2 separate regions of the Mus musculus genome follow, and region 2 is linked to region 1. Evidence: chromatin contacts called from public targeted proximity ligation data. All regions are on one chromosome and are shown on one strand. The core of a region is the stretch at or near the end of the contact, and the rest is flanking DNA. Distances in the headings are between cores, read along the strand shown. Region 1 overlaps Gnaq (guanine nucleotide binding protein, alpha q polypeptide). Region 2 overlaps Gnaq (guanine nucleotide binding protein, alpha q polypeptide).

Region 1 (4,061 bases), core at 197-2,696:
CTTATGCCCAGTTTGCTGTGGCGGCCTGATCCCGTAGTTCTCACACAGATTGGCATTATGTAATCTTTCCACCATTGGAGAACATTTTCTGTGACAGCTGACTCCTTGGTGTGAATGAATTTTTCTGTCAGCTGTTGAAGAACTGAGTTGGTGTTTAGAAAAATGCAGAAAACATTTGTTCATCAAACCTAACGAGATTGGTTAGCAAAAGAGAGGAAGTATTTATAGAAAAGGAGTGTTCTGTTTCAGATCCTTCATAGCTGTCCAGGCTTGTCCTCACTTCAGGGATGGAGTAATTCTTTTGTTAGATGACTAGAATCAAATGTTGTGAGCTGCTTTTCTTTTCACGTTAGAAGAAGGAATGATTTGAAACTCATAATAAAAGCTAGTTTGCACTTACACCAAATTGCGTGCCTTCCCTTATAGGGAGATCTTATTCCTCAAGTCTTACTTCACTAGTTCTTAATACAGTCGATAAGCATCTTTGTCTTTGGCATCTCACAGTAAAAAAATGCCATTATCAACACTGGTTTTGTGAATATCCATAGTACTAATCTGTTCTGTCTCATGCTTGTCATTTTGTTTGTGTGTCGATGCAGAAGGAAGTAACTGAACTCATCAAATGATTGAAGACATTTCCATATGGGAAATAGTGTGTGTATTTTCTGTACAGTTGTATTCAGAAATGACAGCTGTTTGCACTAATAGTCTACATGTTAAAAGTAAAAGATCAAGTTAAAACAGGGATACATCTTTGTTACCTTTTTCTTGGTTTAGAACTACTGTGTAGCAGTAGGAAGAATCAAGAAGCGCTTTTCATTTTGCACAAATGTTTTTGCATCTGTGTTTGGTGTTTTTCATAGAACCACATTCTTAATTCAATATATTATGAAAGTAGGTAGGAAGGTGAAAGGGCAGATTAAAAAATGCTGTAGACACAAAGCCAGAATGAGAAATGTCACTGTATTCTCTTCATTTGGTGGCTGCTCTTACTGGTGAGCTACACATCATTGTAAGTTGATGGGAACGCCCGAGGCAGCCTTTAGCAGGAAGCCAGGCTGCTTGACCCTGCCCTTCCTGCTTTGTAAATGATCACTAGCTGCTAAACATGCATTAGTGGCCTGGGCCTGGGCCTTTGTGCATGGGAACTGGGACTGCAGGAGAGGGAACAGAGACCCAGACAGCTTCAGGGATGAAGCGATTCTGCTGACTATGGCTGGTGTGTTCAGTTAGGGGACTGTAGCACTTTCTTCCTTTCATAGGTTCCTTTGCCGAAGTTGCCTGATGCTTTCTTTACTAAGCAAGTCAAACCACACTTATTTACAGTATAATGATCATTCATGAGATTCAGAAAACTACCCCCTTGAGATGGCCTTTGGGACAAGAGACTGCAGTACCCAGGGACTGCTCTTGCTCACATGGTGCCCGTGATTAATGGTTTGGCATGATAACACTGAGAATCTGGGTCTCAAAGGAGGATGTAGGCCAGTTCCAGCCTTCATAACAGACTCCTTCCTGAGGCCCGTGTTTATTGATTTGGCAGAGATCCTCCTGCTTGAGGAATCAGGCTGGTACCGCCCTTGACCATACAAAAGAAATATAATATGCTGAGCACTTGTCTCTCCACAGCTCTCCTTTGAGAGGCGTAGGTGCCAAGCCCTGTTGCTGAAAGGGCACATCAGGTGGAACACAACATGCAGTCTGGAGACAGAATTCTGTGGCAGCAGGAAGTTGCAGCAAGAGGTCACATAGCATTTAAACCCTGAATCCCTGGAGATTCAGGGAGTGGGCAAGCATTCAAGCTGAGTGTGGGAGGGACTCAAACTCTTTCTTACATTTATATAAATGATTATATAAACTGGAGGCTGTGGTTAATATCAGAGGCTAGCTGTCTCCATGTTACTGTTAACACTTGAGACATTCACAAACCGGGTTTGTTTGGATGGATGAAGTATGGGGGCTGAAGTGAGCTCCTCCTGTGTCATCTAGCCTCGATGTAAATTTGACTTTAATGTTTATTGTCTCCACAATAAAAGGTAGTCTTGAAAGGTAGTGAAGAAAGTAGATTTCTTTTGTTGAAAGATTTCAAGCAATATAAGATACATACCTTGATAATTACAAATTTATGTTTTTTGTACTGTCTTGAGCCCTGTTTATATTTGATTTGTTCATTATTTTTTTTTTCTGACAGCTGGTTTAAAAATGGAATATCTTTCTATTAGAGCAAATGCATATTGTAAATTTTGTGTTCATAGCTTTAGAACACATGTATAGACTTAAATTGATTTGCGTTGAAGTTAATGAGTGTCCAATTAAAAAAAAGACACTGTTGTATATAAAATTCCCATTAAAGTAGCTTTGGAAAGTTTTGAAATTAAGATAGAAAAAAAATGAATTGTGCATAAAAGTTTGATTCAAATGTGGTAGCTTGTAAGCAGTTATTACAGTTAAATGTTTTTACAGTTTTGTGTCTGGCTATATCGCTGTTCTTCAGCCATGTAAATGTCCAAAAAATAGTAAAAACAAACAAACAAACAAACAAACAAACAAACAAACAAACGTCAGCGTTACTTTTCCTTCTTCCCTACGTACACGGCAGGCCCGGTCTCAGCGATCCTGGGGACCTTTCCTTTCCCAGTCCCTGGTAGCTCAGATGTGAGGTGAGTGCAGAAGGCCCACGAAGAACTTCTCATTCTTATCATAGAACTTAAAGAAATCAACTGGCCGGTTTTAAGTGTCGTCTCTTGTGTGAACCTTTCACATTTCAAAGGTGAAAAAAAGTTTCCAGGTTTGCCTGAGTCAGAGGGCAGAGTTGTGAATGGAGCCAGAAGGTACTGAACAGGGCAGTGCAGTGTGACATGGAAAGGGTGGATGGTCCCATTTCCCCGTGCGCAGTGCGCATGGGAGCTAATTAAGGATTTATTATTGGAATATGGCTGACTTCAGGCTTTTTCTGATATTTGTGCACATTTTATAGCATTCTTCTTCTACCTGTTAGTATGTTCAATATGCTGTAGCACAGCCCTCACTCTGTTAGAGCTCTGCCTGTAATCTTGCCACTTGGGGAAGTTGAGGTAGGATGATGGCCATGAGCCTGAGGCCAGCCTAGGCAAGTCTTAGGCTATCCTAGCTATAGAGTAGCATCTTGTCTCAAATAAGAAAAAAATAGAAAAAAAAGAAAAAAAAGGGAAAGATCATTGAAAGACAAAGTGTACTGTGGAAAACAGGTCAGCCCTTGTGGTGGGCCACCTGAGAGCCACATCTGGCTGGAGGCCGCACATTTCACCTTTGGTGTTTCCTGACAGGACTGGACTAGTGACGTGGAAGCATGGTGAATACATGGTGAATAGTGTTAGGTTCACACAGGTGCAACTTTGTCACTAGGATTTATAGTTTCATTCTGTTTAGCTTCTGAAGGCATTTCCTGTATATAAGCTAAGTATGTAAGTTGTCTTGAAATCTGAAATTCATAGACTTTCACATGGCATTGAGATGGGTGATTTCAGTGGAGATTTTCTTTTATACGCATAAAAAAGGTCAACACGAAGTTATGCAAGGAATGCATTTGTAGATCATGTGTGTCCAAGAGGCAGGCAAAGAACAGCTCTGTGCCGTGCAAGGGAGGAAATGCTTGCATGCTGCTCTTAGTCACTCTACTCAGCTAGGGTGACTTCTGTAAGAAGGCCATGGGCTTGTGCCACTTAAGTCAGTTTTGGTTCTGACTGTACTGTAGTCTGTTGTTAATAACAGAGATTCTGCTAGCATTAGGTTCACATACATGTATGTTTTCATAAATGCATGCATGAGTAATCTGTATACATTCATATATACATTGCATCCCATGACACAGGGTTGACTCTGTTATAGAGTGAAATGTTAAAAGAGACCGTGTGTGTGTGTGTGTGTGTGTGTGTGTGTGTGTTTGTGTGTGTGTGTGTGTGTGTGTAGAGGGGGGTGTAGGTGCTAGGTTCTGAGTGTTGAACCCAGGGTCTCATGCAAAAACCAAAACCACCCAGACATTATTATTATTTGTTTATTTTTGTTTTGAAACAAGGTCTGGA
Region 2 (4,414 bases), core at 1,868-4,367, 160 kb after region 1:
CCGACAGGGCTACACAGAGAGACCCTGTCTCGAAAAAAAAAAAAAAAGAGAGAAGAGAAGAAGTCACTGAGTCATTTTTTTGAACTTTGGACCCCTGGGGTATGATGTGACTCCTCTGGCCACCCTGATTTACCTCCTTTTGAGGAAGGAAACAGCATGGTACGATGAGCCTCTTGTGCAAACATCAAGTAGTAGGCGCAGTTCCCCCTGTTGCTCATCAGAGCATCCTGACAGTGTTCATTCTGGAGCCGGAAGTAGTAACTTCAGCCTCACTCTCCTCCAGCATGGTGAGTGATATTTAATGCTTAAGTTCATTTCTCATATTTGAGTATCTTTGATTCCATTATAATGTAGACGGTCTGCTGTCACATAACTGCCCCTTAATAGTTGCAGTTCCTGTCTCCTCCACAGACTCTACACGGAAAGATGATGTTCTGAGCTAAAATCTTCAGTGTTGTCACTGCATAGTGTGAATGAACAGCCTGCAGGAAAATTCAGCCTTCCGTGTATTTTTATAAAATTTGATTAGAGCATAACTGCACGCATTCATATGTACATGTCTGTAGCTGCACACATTTATATGTACATGTCCGTAGCTGCTTTGGCACCTAATTGGCAAAGTCGGGTCATTAAAACAGTGACCATATGGATCCCAAAGCCTGAAATGCTCACACATCCATACATAGGGTGAAATTCTTCCTATAGAACAATGAATGTTGGTAGACAGCTTGCACGCTACTTTCATGACTTAGATGGAATTCTGTGAAGACTGGTGTTCTGAATTAACACAGAAGTAAGTTTTAGAGTGTTGAGAAAATAGTTGGCTTTTGTTCCTTCAGCTTTGTCCAGAAACATTTCGTGCCACCCTGAGGCCTGATGAGGAGTGAGTCCCAGAGCTCTGGATTGAATGCCCCGCCCCTGCCCCCAGCAGTGCCTGTACACAGCACGGAGTGTCTAGTACTAAAGATGAGGTAAATGGCCAGAAATGTTCAGTAGTTTCTTTGGCCTTTGAGAATGAGAGCTGTTTTCTGCCCCATCTTGATGTCTAGTGCTTGACTGATGGTGGCTAAGAAGACTGTAATTGGGTTAGCGTTCTGTAGGAAAGATTTGATTTTGTAAGATAAAACATGCTCCCAACTTGTGACAGCCCTGCCCCCAGCATAGATGAACAACCCAGGAGCCTTGCTTTCTTCAAGGGATCCTCAGAGTCTTTGAGCCTCCTTCCTTTTTGGCTCACTGCCTATTTAGCAGCCTTCGTACCTGACTGGCGGACTCTGATAATCTTGGTCATTATTACTGTATCTTCTCAATTTAAGACAGTAAACTGAAAGGCTAGTGGAATTGTTTGATGGTTAACAGCACTTAGAGCTTTTGCAGAGGACTCAGGTTAAGTTTCCCATATGGTGACTCATAAGATTATATAGTAACTCAGGTTCCTGGGGATCCACTGCCCTCTTCTGGATTCCGAATATGTGCAGGCAAAACAATTCTATACATAAATAAATCAATAAATGAATAAATCAATAGGTTCAATGTTGTCTTGTTATATGTTAAGTCAAATTAGGATGGCCCATCCATCAGTCTCTGGACATGGTCATCATGCTTGAATGTCAGGGCCTGGTGCTACAGAGTAAACCTCTAAGTTAAAATAATATGGCCTTAGGAAACTGGCTTGTGTTTAGAGTTAGCTCTCAGCTGTGGTCAGTGGGACTTCTCATAGGCCCATTGTTCATATCACCAGTGGGTATGTGCAGTACAACTGTACTCATTGCTACAGTACCACTCCTTTAGGAAGGGATTTAGGTCTTTTATCATTTGGTTCATTCCCACTTTCAAAGAAGTTATTCTCTGGTTTACCATGGACTTTGATTAAAAGGTATTAGTTGAAAAACTAAGAAAATTCTGTGCCATTTCTGATTTCTTTACTCTTATTTCTTCTCTTTTCTGCCTCTAGCATCCCCCACCCTTTTGTGCACATAATTCCCTACTGCAGTTCATGATCACCTATCCTTTCTTATTACATTCTTAGTTAGCAAGTTACACTTGGGTACTTAATTGTTTCTCAATTGATTCATCTGTACTATCTTTGCTTCCCAGGTAGTCTGACATCCCTAAGGCAAAGAAGTATATTTTAATGTATTTTCATACCAGTTCCTTGTGCCAGCCACCAACTCCCATCAAAGACACGCGGAATTAGAATTTAACATAATACATTCTCATTAAACAGGTATATGTTATCTGAATTAAGCATAGTCACTGCACAGCAAGGCAGATAAGAAGCAACATTCTATTGTTTCTTGGTGTTTCAGAATTGGGTCAGAATTAATCAACACCCTTGAAAGCTGTCTTACAAGAAAATAAATTAGAAAAACTCAGTAGGGGAACTAAGGGCCTCTTTTGCCTTCCTCTGTCTCTCTCTTTGGATTTTGTTGTTTCCTTTTGTTTCCTACTTAAGAGACAGTCCATTTGTGTTGCACCAGTACAGTACCTCAGGCTCCCTGCCACAAACAATCCTGCTTAGCTCCCCTCTCCCCACCCCAGTAGTAAGGGCTATAGGTGTGCATTGTTGTGCCTGGCTGTGTGTGTATCTAATACAGGCTTTGTCTGTTTCTTTGTGCAATATAGTTGTGAATCTGTTGCTCTTGGCCTTGTCCTGGACTCAACACTGGGGTCTGCCTGGCACACAGAGTTGCTCGGTCCCACTGGTCTCTTTGATAATCATTTTGAACAGTATGTATATAGAATTAATATGTTGAGTCTCTTTCCTAAATGCTAAGTTCTTTTCAGGATACTCAGGATATTTGCTAAGGGGAAAAAATACTTTGTGAATTGTTGTAGTTCTTTTGTCAAAGAGAGTCGGGACCCATTCTCCCTTCCCTTTCTCTTTACTGTGGAGATTACTCTCCCCTGAGATAACGTTCTGAAGAATCGGGATCCATAACACTACTTTGTGGCCTTTGCCTTGCACTTGGGATTTCCTATGAAAAGCAAACAACGTTATGTCCAAAACTACCCGTAATAAATGCTACCGGTCACTGAGCACTAGCCATGAGGAACGCTTACTTCCCTTTTACCCACTGAGTTCACTTGAGACGGGAGTGCTTGTGTAATGAGTAACTGCATTCAGCTAACAAGCTGAACCAGATTCCTGGCCAATCAGATCAGAGGGAGGAGGGCCGCTCCATCCAGGCCTTCAGACCTGGGTTGCTTTGAACCTTGTCTCAGGGTAGTAGATTTCAGAACTGTCACTAAACCATTTTTTAAAGGTCTCTCTAACAATGTTCCAGTGGTTTGGTTTTTTGTTTTGTTTTTTTAACTCTTTTTCTCTGGAATTTTGTGCTCATCCAGCTCTGGACAGAGCTGTGTCTGGGCTTCTTCCTTGCCTTCGCTGCTTTCTGACAGTCAGATAGGATCTCATGGCATGATCTAGCTTTCTACTCCCAAGGGACTGGGCCTCTCACAATGAGGTCTTGTTAATTTTTTTTAATGAAGGCGACCTAGTTTTTGTAACCTTCTTTTTAATAATTAAAAATATGAAGCCTACCCAGCATCATTTTTCTGTGCCACGATTTTATCTTCATATCGAACTTGAACTGCAAATCTGTAACATGGCAGCCTTGCCATGGAGACACTTAATAGGGGTTAAAATCCCCCAGTGCCAAATATCTGCCCAGTGAGCATGCTGTTAATGCCACAAGGCACTGTTTTATCTTGTGTTTAGCTGGGTTTGCATCACATGCCAGAAACTTCTTTTCTTACTTACTACCCACAGGTCCTTTTTTCTTAATGGTGTACTTGCTAAGGTCTGTCTATATGCCTCTAACTTTTTCTTTAAAACTTTTTTTTAAAAAAAGCTAGTTCACTTATATGTTGCCAAATCTTATTCTGGGTTGCTTTCATTTAAAACTGGGAGGGACAATTGAGTTGTTCAAAGTTACTCTTATGCTCACAGTAGCTCAAATTTGCTATGGACAGACAATCATTAAAATTAATGATCACTTAGAATCATATCCCAAGCAAAAAAAAAGTCAAATTTAATTTGATTTGGTCATATTATTTTACCGAAGTCTCAGCTTTACTCTTTACTTTTAATAATTCAAAGCATGGGTATAGCTCCTTTTTTCTAAACTTAAAACTTTATTGTTTACAGCAAGAGATGATCCTGAAGTTAATTGTAACAAGAAAGCAAGCTAGTGGGCGTGGCTGCCTTCATCCACTCATGTATTCAAACATGCTACAGGGAGATGTTTGGGGATTATTACTTGGAATTTTATGATGACTTAACCCAAATAAAATCTTGGGCAAACTCCTTGCATAGCCCATGAATTTATCCAAGAGCTTTCATATCTTTCGCTTCTACCATAAAGCTGTAAGTCTAGTGTGCCATTAAACTCCAGGTGACTCTGTTGCTGTG

What was found.
Region 2: a targeted proximity ligation map of embryonic fibroblasts shows a contact between it and region 1, with 2.2 times the contacts expected there. A contact is called at or near these places in 1 of 39 promoter capture datasets (the SN4741 cell line), 3 of 484 Hi-C or Micro-C datasets (bone marrow-derived macrophages, liver and nephron progenitors), 3 of 130 datasets of targeted methods (bone marrow-derived macrophages, embryonic fibroblasts and fibro-adipogenic progenitors) and 1 of 9 other capture datasets (liver).

Annotation. Positions count from the first base shown.
Region 1 is chr19:16,167,290-16,171,350 of GRCm38.p6, forward strand. All of the region lies in intron 1 of Gnaq (guanine nucleotide binding protein, alpha q polypeptide), which reads left to right. It also overlaps the pseudogene E030024N20Rik. Among named protein-coding and RNA genes, the nearest start is that of Gnaq, 37 kb to the left of the region's middle.
Region 2 is chr19:16,322,999-16,327,412 of GRCm38.p6, forward strand. All of the region lies in intron 3 of Gnaq (guanine nucleotide binding protein, alpha q polypeptide), which reads left to right. Among named protein-coding and RNA genes, the nearest start is that of Mir496b, 10 kb to the left of the region's middle.